2 separate regions of the Gossypium hirsutum genome follow, and region 2 is linked to region 1. The links are chromatin contacts, called in public Hi-C maps. All regions are on one chromosome and are shown on one strand. The core of a region is the stretch at or near the end of the contact, and the rest is flanking DNA. Distances in the headings are between cores, read along the strand shown. Region 1 has its middle 95 kb from the start of LOC107961203. Region 2 holds the start of LOC107957411.

What was found. A called contact is a pair of places that touch in the nucleus more often than the background predicts.
Region 2: a contact with region 1 is called in a Hi-C map of leaf, with 2.5 times the contacts expected there. The contact joins the promoter of LOC107957411 here to the enhancer-like site in region 1. A contact is called at or near these places in 4 of 34 Hi-C or Micro-C datasets (fibers, leaf and petal).

Annotation. Positions count from the first base shown.
Region 1 is chrA05:37,817,006-37,824,135 of Gossypium_hirsutum_v2.1, reverse strand. It overlaps the pseudogene LOC107957413. Among protein-coding and RNA genes, the nearest start is that of LOC107961203, 95 kb to the right of the region's middle. Within about 2 kb of position 5,140, at least 5 of the 9 cell types and tissues checked have an H3K27ac peak or open chromatin away from gene starts, as enhancers often do. A contact at or near this core is called in leaf, where this site is marked.
Region 2 is chrA05:37,994,965-38,002,550 of Gossypium_hirsutum_v2.1, reverse strand. LOC107957411 reads left to right here and starts at 1,437. Exons shown (of 3, transcript XM_016892930.2): 1 at 1,437-1,800; 2 at 2,036-2,090; 3 at 2,561-5,701. The coding sequence starts at 2,624. The coding sequence ends at 5,584.

The sequences.
Region 1 (7,130 bases), core at 3,891-6,390:
ACCCGTATCTGTTTGAGTTAGGTAAATTTTGATGCCGAAATTTCTTTTAGGGGGAGAGATTTGTAACGGCCAAAAAATTTGAATGTTTATTTGTAGGATTTTGTAGTAATTAAGTCTCTATATCTGTGGCTATGTGCTCTGCTTATGTGTTTGAGGTCAAAAGTTTGACTCGCTTCTTTAGAAGTTTTGCTAATTCAATATTAATTAATCTTTGCTCTTGGGCCATTGACTTCAATTTAATTATGTGTAAATTTGTGTCAAGAATGAGCTCGTTGGTTCATTGGTTAAGCTTTTGTATGATGTTTAGTCATGTGTTCGAATCTCGATGTATGCATTAGGTAATATTTTTGCTTAATATCGAAATTTTGATCGGCAGATAAATTAAATTAAACGTTCCCTCTCCCTTTTACTTTCTATTTTTCCTTTCTTCTTCTTTTTTCGTATTTTTCGCTTTAGTTTTCTTTTTTTTTTCTTTTTCTTCATTCAATTGCTGCTTGGATTCACACGTTTTCTCTGCTACTGTTGTTGGGTAAGTACACATATCATTACTGCCAATTGAAGCATTAATTGTGTGAATTTTGTTTATCGTAGAACTTCTATTTTATGGTGGTTTGTTCGTTTCTTTCGGAGTTGTTTCCAACTCAATTTTTTTAAACATTCTTTTAAGTGGCCATTTGGTTTCTTTTCAGGTAAGGATATCAGAAGCAACGATCTTCAGCGCACTAACTCGAGTAATTGGTGTTGATTTTGTCGGTAAGTCTAGATTCGTAGAAGGTTTTGCATCGAAACTTTCAACATAGTTTTTCTGCACGTGACTGTGTGAGTTTTTACGAATTTTAGATGCTGAAAAACATGGTTGTCTACACCACACGGCTGTATAGTAGGCTGTGTAACTCACTGTCTACCAAATAAGAGCCACATGGGCAAGGGACACTAGCGTGTTTCTAGACCATGTGTGGTCTTGTTAGTGCAGGGAGCACACGGGTGGAGGACACAACTGTGTAAGACACACGGGCAAGCACATGGGCGTGTGTCAGGCCGTGTGGAGTCGACCGGGCCAGCTATCTAGGCCGTGTAAGGTCACACGGGTGTGTAGGCCAGTTATGAAATTTCACCATATACCGAGCATCGCTCGAGTTAAATATGAGCCTTTGGTGAGGCCGTTTGAACTGAATTTGACTACATAAACTGATATTCTGTGATATGGAATTTGAATACTGACTATCAATGTGCGTATCATGTTTGACTAAAATCACTAGAATTGATCTACTGTATACGAACATGAGTATATTTGAATATTTACATAGAACTCTGTGTTAACTGTTATGTGAAGTATGTGTATGCATTAGATGGGAATTGAATCAGGAGAAAGTATTATGTTCTAACCAGTGGTTAAATCTCTAGTCTCCGTATACTAATTTAGCAGCTAGTCTTCAATCTTTAAAACATGTCAGATAGACATTGAGTGGTGTGTAGGGCTAGATGGGTCATAAATACCCTGTTTTATGTGTTGGGTTAGTCAGAAATGGTGTGTAGCTGTTGGTATTAAGTAATTGCATTTGTTATGTTCTGCATCTGATTATAGCCTGATCTATTATCCTTCTATATGACTCTGACCTGTAACTGAATGAACTGTTTCTTGATTCTACATCAACATCTTGGATTTCTTGGTTTACCAATAATCTTTTGAATATGTAAATTTTTGGGTCATTTCTAGTATATTAACTTAGTTATCATTAAATGAATTTTAGGTAAATCACAGACTTGATCGGGTTGGTGGATGGAGAGCTCGGTTATGTGTTTATACCATTTAGTATTATGAATCATGCTAGTTATATCTGTAGTTTCAGTGGTTAAAAGATAATGTCGAGATACTGGTTTGTTTTTATTAAACTTTATTAGACTTTAAAAGTGTGTTATCATAAATTTTTGGATGTGTTTTGATTATCGTTTGTTGTAACTAGAGGTGTTCATGGGTTGGGTTACCCGGCCCAGCCCGATGGCCCGCCTGAAATGTGGGAGGGTTTGGGCAAAAATATAGGCCCAAAAAATGGGCTTGGACAAAAAAATAAGGCCCGTTAAAAAATGGGCCGGGCCTCGGGTAAGGTATTTTTAGCCTAGGCCTGGCCCGGCCCGGCCCAAATTCACTAAAGGATAAAAAAATTCTGCATTTTTTTTTATTTTTGAATGTTATTTTCTTGTTATTTTCTTTCTATTTTGCTACAATTTTACTATTATGTTACTACTATTTTGTTGTTATTGTTTGGATATTATATAAAACTTATTTTATTGTTAATTTTCTTATTATTTTAAAGGTATTTGTTAATTTTTTTATTATTTTAGAGGCATTTGCTTGTTAAATTGTATTTATCTTAGTGTTATTTAAGTCTACATAATTTTTAAAATTTATTTTCAATTTGTTGGGAAATATTTATTTCGATATTTTTAGTATTTTTGATGTATTATATATATAAATAATATAAAAATTAACACGGGCGGGCCAGGTCGAGCCCGTGTTTTAGTATTTTTATCTGGGTCAGGCTTGGGCAAAATTTTAGGCCCGTTTTTGGGCCCAGCCCGGCCCGAGCCCAATAAATGGATATATTTTTTAGTTGAGCCCGACCCGAACCCGGTCCGACCCGGCCCGACCCATGAACACCTCTAGTTGTAACTCTCTAGGCTTGGCCTTGTTGTCTAGGCCAGGTATGGATTGTTACATAAATGAATTTATTGGTATATGAATTTTCATATTTAATTTTTAAAGTTATAGAAAATTTGGTTTAAGGTTATACATTTTTATGTTAAATAAATAATTATTTTTATTAAATTAGTATTTGTTTTTATTAAATGATATGTTTATTGTTATTTAATTTTTGTAGTTATAGAAATGTTGGTTTATGTTTATCGTTATTATGCTAAATAAATTTTTATTTTTATAGAAAATGTGTATTTTTAAGTAATTATTGATTTGGAAATTATTAAGTAATTATTGTATGCAGAATGTTGTGAAATTTGATACTATGAAATATATGTTTAGGGTTTGAAAATTGTATTTCTAAAATTTTAGGTTTGTGCGAAACAAATTTCAGGTATGGCATGGCTTAGATTAGATCACGTGTTTGATGAACTACAAGCTGCGGTAAATTTAATTTAATAGTTATGATATTCTAAAAATATATTTAATTCTTTTATTTGATTGATTGACTAAATAAATTGACAAGATGTTGATCGCATTCTTCATAACCAGGGCCAGGCTAAGCTTGATTTAGGGTCGATAGATGATCAAATTCGTGAATATATGAACGTTTTCAAATTCAGGTATGTCTTGAAATGAGGTCATGCACAATTTTCTCATATTTGACTGCTACATTGATTGAACAGTCGGGACGAAAGTGTACTATCACCCTCAAAGACGTAGTTTTCATTCTCTAGTCACCTATTGATGGGTTGGTCGTAGCAGGGGATGCTAGAATGCCTTTGACTAATGTTTGTAATGATTACCTTGGAGTAGCTCCTCCAGATGATAAGATAGTGGGCAGGGGCGAAGCTAGAACAATTTTTTAGGGGGGCGGGATGAAATTTTAATTTTTTATAATCTATATCTTTATAATTTTAAAGGATTAAATTGAATTTTCATAATTTTAGGGGGGCCAAAGTGTAATTTTACCTTTACTAATTTAAAATTTTAAAAAAATTTTAAGGGCCTAAATAATAATTTTACATTTTAAGGGGGCAGGGCCCATGTCAGCCCCCTAGCTTCGCCCCTGATTGTGGGGTCGTTTATCCTAGATACATGGTTGGACCAGTTCCTTAAAGTGTTAACGGTGGTTGTGGTAGATATAGGCATGAAGTATGTTGCCCGAGCAATAATACTAAGGCTCGCTAGAACCATATTGATCATAGATAAATTTGGCAATAGGGTCCTTTTCCATTACCTATTTTTACTACAAAACATATTTGTTGCTGGAGGATATCAATGGCGATTTTCTGTACTTGTAACACTATATACTCAACTCAATTGTTAAGTTCGAGTTACAAGATGTCACATTCGTTGTCGGAACAACTATGGTCAGAATAGAATACGATTTACAACATTAAACATTGTAATACAAATAAAATAAGTATATAAAATGATTCATATTCATTTTCGAATCTTATACAAGCTTACAGAAACTCTAATATTAACCTAAGATCAAATTAAGACTAAACTATAATGTTTACAAGCAACACTAACCCTAAGTACTTCTAAGCACCGGTTAAGAAAAACGTATCTACAATGAGATCTTTGTTCCCATTTTTAACCTTTTTATGGGTTTTCTAGGATTATATATATTCGCAGTGGTTGAGGGTGTGAACTTCATTGTTTTTGTATTATTAATAAAGTATTACTTTTCAATACACAATTTACACATATATATTATATAATAATTATAAATTTAATAATTATGAAAATTTTATTATTATAAAAATGACATAAATTTTATTTCTTATATAATGATCTAATAAATATATGTAAACTTTTTTTATATATTAAACGTATTTTAATTATTATTTGATATAAAAAATTAATATACTTTAATATTTAATATAAACACATTTTAAAATAAATATATAACAAAATTTTATAATAATTCAGTAAATATAAAAATTCGATTAGTATAAAATTTATATGAATTAATCATAAATACGTGAATAATAAAAATTCAACTATTTATTTTAAAAAATATTATTTAACTTAAATATAAATTCCATATATACTTAATTTAATATGAAATACAATTACTTATTATATATAATTTAATTTAATAATTTCTAATCTCATGATATAAATACATATCCACAATTGATTTTTAATTTTATTATTATAATAATTAATTTTAGTGTCACGGCCTTTTTAATTTCATTACCACCCAAAAGAAGTCTAAGATAAGGTAAGGATCGGATTATTTTTTTCTCAAACATTTTATTTAATAATCATATTAAATTTTAATTAAATTTAAAATTGAACATTTATAAATCCCTAAATAATAAAATTCTCAATATTAACCATGAAAAATTCGATACAAAAGACCTGCACGTTGCTATACTGTACAGGAAGAAAGGGTGATAGCAATAGACAATATCTATAAAATAATCAATAAAATAATTTGTGATGGCTAGTAATAGAGATTGATGTCATGTCTAATATGATGGCTGAAGAGTTGTCCCACCTTTTTTGTCCATTTCTATTAAACATCTATAAAAGAATTGATATTTGATATATAAATGTACAAGTAAAAGGGGGAAGCAATAGACAATAGAAGCATATCGTTTATGTGAATTAATTACTAAGAATGGCTCCTTCAGCAATCACTTTTCTCACGGTCCTTGCAGTTCTCTGCTCTTTCTTCTACGTTCTATTTTACATTTCATCAAGGAAACATGGCAAAGGAAAAGGGGAAGCCCTCCCTGGTCCTCGACCCTTGCCAATCATTGGAAATCTCCACATATTAGGCATTCTTCCACACCAATCCCTTTATCACTTGGCCAAGAAATATGGTCCTATGATGTCCATAAGGCTAGGTTCTGTGCCAACCGTTGTTGTTTCATCCCCTCCAGTCGCCGAGATGTTTCTTAAGACACATGACGCTATTTTCGCAAGTAGGCCAAAAGTTCCAAGTCCTACAATCAATTTCTAATAGCCAAAGGGGCATAGCATTCACAGAACATGGACCATATTGGCGCAGTGTGAGGAAGATTTGTAATATGCAACTTTTTACTCCATCGAAAATTGAATCGTTTGCACCTACAAGGAAGGAGGTGCTAATGCATTTCACTGAATCTTTGAAGGAAGCTGCAACAGCAAAAGAAGTGGTTAACATCAGTAAGAAGCTAGCAGAAATTAATGGAGAGATGACTTTGATGATGGTTTTGGGGCCTGTGAAGAAGTATAAGGAATTTAACCTCATCGATCTTGTTGAAGAGCTTACTAAAATTGCAGGAGTTTTCAATCTTGCAGATTTTGTGCCTTTTCTTGGTGCTTTCGACCTACAGGTATGGTGTTGCTGTGTATTTTAATATACCATATCAAAACAAATTAGCAATATACATTACCAACAACCCCTGAGTGAATGGTGTTGATTATTTTCAACTATATAGGGAATTAAAGCCTCCACAAGGACACTTGGTGAAAAACTTGACTATGCCCTTGAGGCGGTCATTGACGATCATCTACAGAAAAAGCAAGATGATTTCGTCGGTGTGTTGCTTACAGAGTTAGATCAAACAATGAATCCCAATGGTGATATAATGGATCGAAATAGTATCAAAGCCATAATATTAGATATGATTGTGGGTGGCTCCGACACTTCAGCTGCCACATTAGAGTGGGCATTATCAGAGCTCATAAGGCATCCGAGGGTAATGCTGAAACTCCAACAAGAGTTAGAAAGCATTTTCGGGAATAAGAGAATCGTGGAGGAAAATGATTTACCAAAATTGGAGTACTTAGACATGGTTGTGAGAGAAACTTTAAGGCTGCATCCTATTGCACCTTTGCTAGTTCCTCGTGAGTCAATAGAGGACATAGTTATTGATGGTTATTATATACCGAAAAAGTCTAGGGTCTTAGTAAACATTTGGGCAATTGGGAGAGATCCTAATGTTTGGCCTAATAATGTTGAAGAGTTCTCTCCAGAAAGGTTCATTGATAGCAAAATAGACCTTCATGGACATGATTTTGAACTTATTCCATTTGGTGCAGGACGTAGATTATGCCCAGGTAAGAAATTAGGGTTAATCACAGTTAAACTTATTCTAGCTCAATTGGTCCATTGTTTTGATTGGGAGCTGCCTGATGGAATGTCGCCAAATGAATTGGACATGATTGAGAACTTTGGTGTCTCGTTGCCAAGGAAGACTAATCTTCGTGTGAAGCCTATTTATCGCATGTAGGAATATACTTTTTATGTTATGTATTTAATATGTTGTCACAATATAAATATTTATATTGATAATGTATCACACTTAAGAAAATCCCTCAAAATCAAATAAACATAATCAAACTTTTTTTTGGTAATATATTAAACTTTTTTAGTAGTTAATTAAAATTTTTAACACATTTCATTACTTAATTTAATCTCCATATATAA
Region 2 (7,586 bases), core at 188-2,687, 180 kb before region 1:
TTTTTCGTAAAATTTTGTAGGTAATAATGATGTCTACCAAAACTATTTAATATCAATAATGAAATATTAATGAATTTCACTCAAACATATTTTTTATCCCTATTTTTTTTACAATTAAATTAACTTTTTTATAGAAAAAATCAAATGATAAATGATTGTGTTAGACATAAATTGATTTAGATCAAATAATGGTTATGGCTTGTTTACTGTGTTAAATATAGAATTCCGTATCTATTCTTTAATTTGATATAATTTTGATTTTTGGTTTCTCTCTTTAATATCATTGGTTAGTTGAAATAATTGATATCCTTAATTATTTTGCTCAAAATATTAAGTTTAATTTTTTTTAAAAAATACCCATTCCAACTTTATGCATATATATATTGTGTTAGAAAGGTGATTTCAAGAGAAATTCACGTAATTATTTTTATCGATATAATTAAGGATTCTAATTATTTGAGATAAAGATTCTAATTATTTAAGCTAACTAATGCAATCGTAAAAGTAGATGATCAAATGATGTTAAATTAAAATATAATGACTAAATCCCAAATGTGAGCATAGTAAAAAGATTGAAGCTGCAACTATTATATTATAATGACTAAAAAAACCAAATGTCATATGTCAAATTATAATATAATTTACATATGACATAAAAAATTAATCAAAATAATTAAGAATGTTAAATATTTAGACTAACTAATATCATATGTTAAATTAAAATATAAAAATCAAATCTCAAATGTTATTATAATAAAGAGACCAAAACTACAAAATTTACCATTATAATTATAATAAGGAGACCGTAGTTATTGAATGGTTTGTGGAATTTTCAGCAAATTATCCAATAATATATTTTTTTCTTGAAAAATTATTGTACAAAGATATTTATAATAAAAACTAAAAGAATATTTAAAACAATCAACTTGATAAAGAGAAAATAAAGAAATAATGATTGACTGAAATATGTCAATTATTAAAGGGCGATTATGACAATGTGAACTTTTGCATTGTAAATTATGAATAAAAATCATCTCAAAAAGAGTAAAACGAGAAACACTTTTGTTGGGTTTCGAAAACCAAAGTACTATGTTTGGTTCCCTAGTGGTAACCTTAAAACCAAAGAACAGCTGAAAGCTAACAATACCACCGGCATTGGCATTGGATACTCAGTTTCTATTTTGATTTTATTTAATATTTTAGTCTTTTGTTGTAAAAATGAAATTACGTCTTTCTAAAATTTTACATTTCATTTTATGAGATTAAACCTATTATTTGTTATAAAATTTTAATTAAAAAATATACAAATATTTTTGTTAATTTTTTTATGTACATCTTATAATCATATCCAGTCTAAATTACTGTTTTTACCCACAGGAAGAACAACAGTGGACAAAAACAAAACCCCATACCATGTTCAAATGTGAATCCAGAAGCCGTAAAACACATTGGATTTTGTCTTGTCAGCCAAAAAAAAAAAGTGTATATATATAAAGAAGAATGCAGTGAAGTGGAGTCTATCAACCCATACCTCGTCAGGTCATCTTTTTGGGTCCCATTCCTCCCCTCTTCTTCAACGCTGTTTCTTCTTCTTTGTTAGCCCCAAAAATACTATAGACAAAGACATAGAAAGAGAAAATCTTGTTTCTATAGACATTGTGTTCTTTAAAAAGACAAGAAAAAAAAGATAAGAGAAACAAGCAAAACAAGTGTGTGTGTTTTTAGGACAAGTTGAGGCTTTTGGTTTTCGGATGCCATTACCAAATCTTGGGTTCTTTCTGTTTTCAACTTTTTAGTAAGGTAATCTTTGATTCTTGGCAACATTGTTCAAAATCTTTGCTTTGTTTAATCTGTTTCTAAGAATGGGTTTTTATCAAATCTAAGTTTTAATGGTTAAAACTAATTCCTTTGCGCGATTTAGCTTTGGTAGAACTTTGTCTATTTCATTGTCGAACTCGAAAATGTTATCAATTTTGCCATAAAAAATACATCTTTTTTATATATATTTTGGCTAATTATTTGCTTTGTTTTGCAGTTTTGTGAAGCTAAATTTGTTTCTGATCGATTCGGCAGACATTGTTTGAAGCCAAGTAAGTTCCTCAGATCTGAAAATTGCTTCTTTAGATCTGTAATGTTCTAGAGCTTAAACTCTACTCATTACTTTCATGTTTCTCTTTTCATTTTTTTGATTTTTCGAACTATGTTAGTCGGTTGTGACTTGTGAGCATCGGATATGAGTATGTTCTAATGTATCAAGAAAAATGACGAGTCTTTGAATAAATCTATGCTTCAATTTAGCTTTCTTTAAAGCCATATTTGTTAGTCTGATTCATATTCTTTGTGTTTCAAAGATTTGAAATATTTATTTCTGAGTTTTGCTTTGAAAATGTATGAATTTGGTGTCTGTAATTGTTAGTTTTTTGTTTACTATAATGACATTGATGTTTGTTAAACTAAAACATCGCTGGTATGGATTTGGTTTCGGACAAAATAAATACATGTCTTTCTTTGGTGTTTTCATGTTTTCTTATTGTTTAATTTCAATCCCTTTTTGTTTCAGATTGGCTTCTCATACATTGATTGCACTTATGGGATCTGGCTCGAGAGAGGAAGTGTCTTAAATATGGATCTCGGAGAAGATAGCGGCCGGTTGGGGTTGCTACCGACAACAACGTCTAGAACTATGTCATCATCTTCGTCGGCATTCTTTTCTGCAAATCAGTCACCGTTCTTTTCCCCGAGATCATCGACCTGTCAGTTGTCTGAATCAGCACGGTTTGATGTTCAATGTGATAGTACTAATTTAAGTGCTGATCCTCCAAGTTCGAGTTCTGGAATTCCAGATCCTAAATGCCTTGCAAATGTTGGATTTGCTGTTTCGGACGTGTCATTAATGCCGGCTGCTTGTGTTTCAAGTGATTTCCCGAAATTCGACCACTCATCATGCACTTATGGCCATTTGCATGACAATGGTTTTTCTGGTATTATAGAGAAACACAGAAGGCATATAAGAAGCCATGATATGATGTTTTCCCCTGTTCCGATATCATTATCGTCTTATCAGCAAAGCAGTTACGATGTTTACATCGGGTTACATGGTCGGAAACCTTCCTTGCTGAGGTTCACGAATTGGCTCCGTGCTGAATTGGAAGTTCAAGGGTTGAGTTGCTTTGTATCCGATGGAGCTCGTTTTAGGAACTCGCGTAAGCATGGACGTATAGAAAGGGCAATGGATGTTTCTTCCTTTGGTGTTTTGATTCTAACAAAGAAGTCATTCAGGAATCCATATACTATTGAGGAGCTTAGATTTTTTTCGAGCAAGAAAAACTTGGTTCCGATCTATTTTGATTTGAATATCGGTGATTGTCTTGTCCGGGATATAGTTGAGAAGAGGGGAGAGCTATGGGAAAAACATGGGGGTGAGTTATGGATTTCGTATGGAGGATTGGAGAAGGAGTGGAAGGAAGCCGTTAATGGCCTTGTTCAAGCCGATGCATGGAAACTGGAAGCTCTGGAGGGTTGTTGGAGAGACTGCATATTACGAGCTGTAACCCATTTGGCAATGCGGTTAGGAAGACGAAGTGTTGTAGATCGGTTAACGAAGTGGAGAGAAAAAGTAGACAAAGAGGAATTCCCGTTTCCTCGAAATGAAAACTTCATCGGCAGGAAGAAAGAATTGTCTGAGCTAGAATTTATACTTTTTGGTGACATTTCAGGAGAATCCGAAAGAGATTATTTCGAACTTAAGGCTAGATCAAAGAGAAAGCATTTGACAATCGGGTGGAGTAAGAGCAGATCATTGGAGGAAAGACGTAGGGAATGCAATTGGGAGAATGGTAGTCGAAAGGGTAAAGAACCAGTCATTTGGAAGGAGTCGGAAAAGGAGATTGAGATGCAAAGCACCGAAAGGCAGCGCTATCAAAGACCAAGAAGCAGTGGACGGAATTCACGAAGAAAGAGACCAGCGAAATTCATATATGGAAAGGGTATTGCCTGTGTAACGGGGGACTCCGGAATAGGGAAGACTGAGCTTCTTCTCGAGTTTGCCTACAGATATCACCAGAGGTATAAGATGGTTCTATGGATAGGTGGGGAAAGCAGGTACATTAGGCAGAATTATCTAAATCTCTGGTCGTTTTTGGACGTCGATGTCGGGGTTGAAAACTGCATAGACAAAAGGCGAATGAAAAGCTTCGAGGAGCAAGAGGAGGCGGCCATTTCTCGAGTCCGAAAAGAGCTAATGAGAAACATACCTTTTCTGTTGGTGATTGATAATTTGGAGAGTGAAAAGGATTGGTGGGATCAAAAGTTTGTAATGGATCTTCTTCCTCGTTTTGGCGGAGAGACTCACATTCTAATATCAACTCGCCTTCCCCGTGTGATAAATTTAGAACCTTTAAAACTCTCGTACTTGTCTGGAGTAGAGGCAATGTCATTAATGCAGGGAAGTGTAAAAGACTACCCTATTGCAGAGATCGATGTTCTCAGAGTCATTGAGGAGAAAGTCGGAAGGCTAACTTTGGGCCTAGCGATTGTAGGCGCAATCTTATCCGAGCTACCTATAAATCCGAGCCGGCTACTGGATACCATCAACCGGCTGCCCTCGAGAGACTTCTCATGGAGTGGTAGGGAAACTCATTCATTGAGGAAAAACACATTCCTCCTGCAACTCTTCGAGGTATGTTTTTCGATATTTGATCATGCGGATGGCCCAAGGAGTTTAGCAACGAGAATGGTTCAGGTGAGTGGTTGGTTTGCACCTGCTGCGATTCGGGTTTCCCTGTTAGCACTAGCTGCTCACAAGATACCTGAGAAACATAAAGGAACCCGGTTTTGGAGAAAACTATTATGTTCCTTGACTTGTGGCTTTTCTTCGTGTTACTCCAAAAGATTCGAGTCTGAAGCATCTTCCATGTTGCTAAGATTTAATTTAGCAAGAAGTAGTACCAAGGAAGGTTATATCCATTTCAACGAAGTCATCAGGATGTACGCTCGGAGGAGAGGAGTTACAGGAGTTTCACATGCCATGGTTCAAGCTGTAGTAAGTCATGCGTCATTATCCCACCACTCAGAACATATATGGGCAGTATGTTTCTTGCTATTCGGATTTGGAAATGATCCAACAGTTGTTGAGCTCAGGGTGTCGGAATTATTGTACATTGTCAAAGAAGTGATTTTGCCTCTTGCAATTCGGACATTCATGGTATTCTCCCGGTGCAGTGCTGCTCTGGAACTCCTCCGACTATGCACCGATGCTTTGGAGGCTGCAGACCAGGCATTTGTTACCCCAGTCGAGAAATGGTTGGACAAATCACTTTGTTGGGGGCCTATCAGAACGAACGCGCAATTGAATCCATGTCTTTGGCAGGAACTGGCATTAACGAGAGCCACCATGCTAGAAACCAGGGCAAAGTTAATGCTAAGAGGGGGGCAATTCGACATAGGAGATGACCTAATCCGGAAAGCCATTTTTATTCGGAACTCGATCAGTGGTGAGGATCATCCGGATACAGTAGCCGCTCGTGAAACTCTAAGCAAACTCACCCGGCTTCTAGCAAATGTTCAAGCTCATACTTCACCATAGATCCCTATATTTCTTTGTTAGCAAAATTTACAGTGTAGATTATACAAAGTTTACAAATAAAACTCTTGTAAACAGCAATTCATAGAATATTTTTTATACCATTTTAACTTTGAATGAGATGCCTTACAGTTTTGAATTTACATTGTGTTTGAAATCTACTGATTCAATCTCCCAGGAAGTTCAATTCTTGTAATTTTGGAATGGGTATACCTATGCTCCTGAGTTATTTGAGTTTAATTTGTGAATCGAATTTGACATGGATATTTCTTTGTGAGTGGGATTAAGCCTAAGTCTTAAATATCGAAAATATGAAGTTAAAAATCCTTTACATATTATTACAGAGTTTTTGAATAAATAATAAATGAAAATATTTTTTACAGGAAAATCATTAAAATCAAAGAAAATTCAATTTTTTTTTAAATATGAAACAAATAAGTCTAAATGGACTTGGAATTAAAAATTAAATTATTAAGAAATATAATTACAGACTTCAAAAACATTGGTAGGAGAATGCATTCGATTGAATCTTAAGAGATCCAACATATTCACCGTGAAGGGAATAGATGTGTGAATCACTTAACTAATTTAAAACAAGAGAATCTCAAAGCATTTCACCGTTGCTACAAGCATATTGCTTGTGGAAGGGTATTATTGGATTTTAGTTTTATGTTTCGTTTTGAACTAATAAAATAAAGTGGATATGTATGATACATTAATTTTTTTTAAAAAAAATCATCATACAAAATATGTCATACTCCAAAAAGTAACATGAATATAATATGAATAAGTAATTCAAAATTTATATGAATATTTAATAGGTAAAGTAGTAAAATGTTTTTGATTAAACCTTCGTTAATCTTGGTTATATTCGGTTTTTAATTATTTTATATCAATATTTTTAAGTAAAAGATAAAAATATTATTATTTTTTATTAAAATAATTTTTAAGTAATTTTATTTATTAAGTTAGTGTTAAGTTTGCTCATAACATCAATTTAGTCAAATATATAATATAATATTAACTTATGTTGCACTTACGATATGAGTTAAAATATTTATGTAACAAATATATTTATAAAAAAATGATATTAAAAACAAAGGTTAACTATAGAAGAGATCACTAAATTATTTTTTTTCTTTTTTGGTTAATTAATTATGAAAAGTACAAAATGGTCACTTAAGTATTCAATTTTATTCATTTGGTTATTAATTGACAACATAAAAATGAAAACACCCAAAAATTCAATATAGTTAGGTGATCAAAAAAGACAAAATCGAATAGTTGGGTGACTATTTTGTAACTTTTCATAATTGAGTAACAGAAAAAAAATTATAGTTGAGCGACTACTAATATAGTTTACTCTAAAAGCAAAAGATGCATTAGTTAAAATGGTAAAGTTGAGATGCTGAAAAATAATATTGTCTTAGGTTTAAATCTCAGTGTTTTTTAAGATTTAATATAAAAATATAAAAAAGAAATAAATATCCTTGTAATAGCATCTATTACTTAATAAAAAGAATAAATTTTTGATAATTTTATAACGTAACTGACACCTAATTAATAGTCACACTAACTTAGCCAAAGACGTGAATAATAATATGTATTTCCCCAAAAAGCAATCTTAGAAATTTTCATAATTAAAATTTTATGGTAATTTATTTCTTATAAGGAATTAGGACTCATATACCCAAAAAGGCCAATTTTTAAATAAAATTACGGAAATGGGCCAATTAACACATTATTTATGGAAAAGGGCCAGTTTTGGCAAAACGCGCCTACGTAACAGCGTTTTAGGGGAAAAAATCTAGCAAAGCGCGCCCCTCGAGGAGCGCTTTGTGCCACGTCAGCAAATCGCATCTTTTGCTAACAGCAACGACTATTTTTTTTTTTGAATTCTTTGGACTGTTGGGGGGGTCCAATGGTCAAAAAAAAATATAAAACCCCCTTCTTATATTTTACACTTAATTTATTCAAAATTTCGCTAAAAATCTCTAAAATTTCT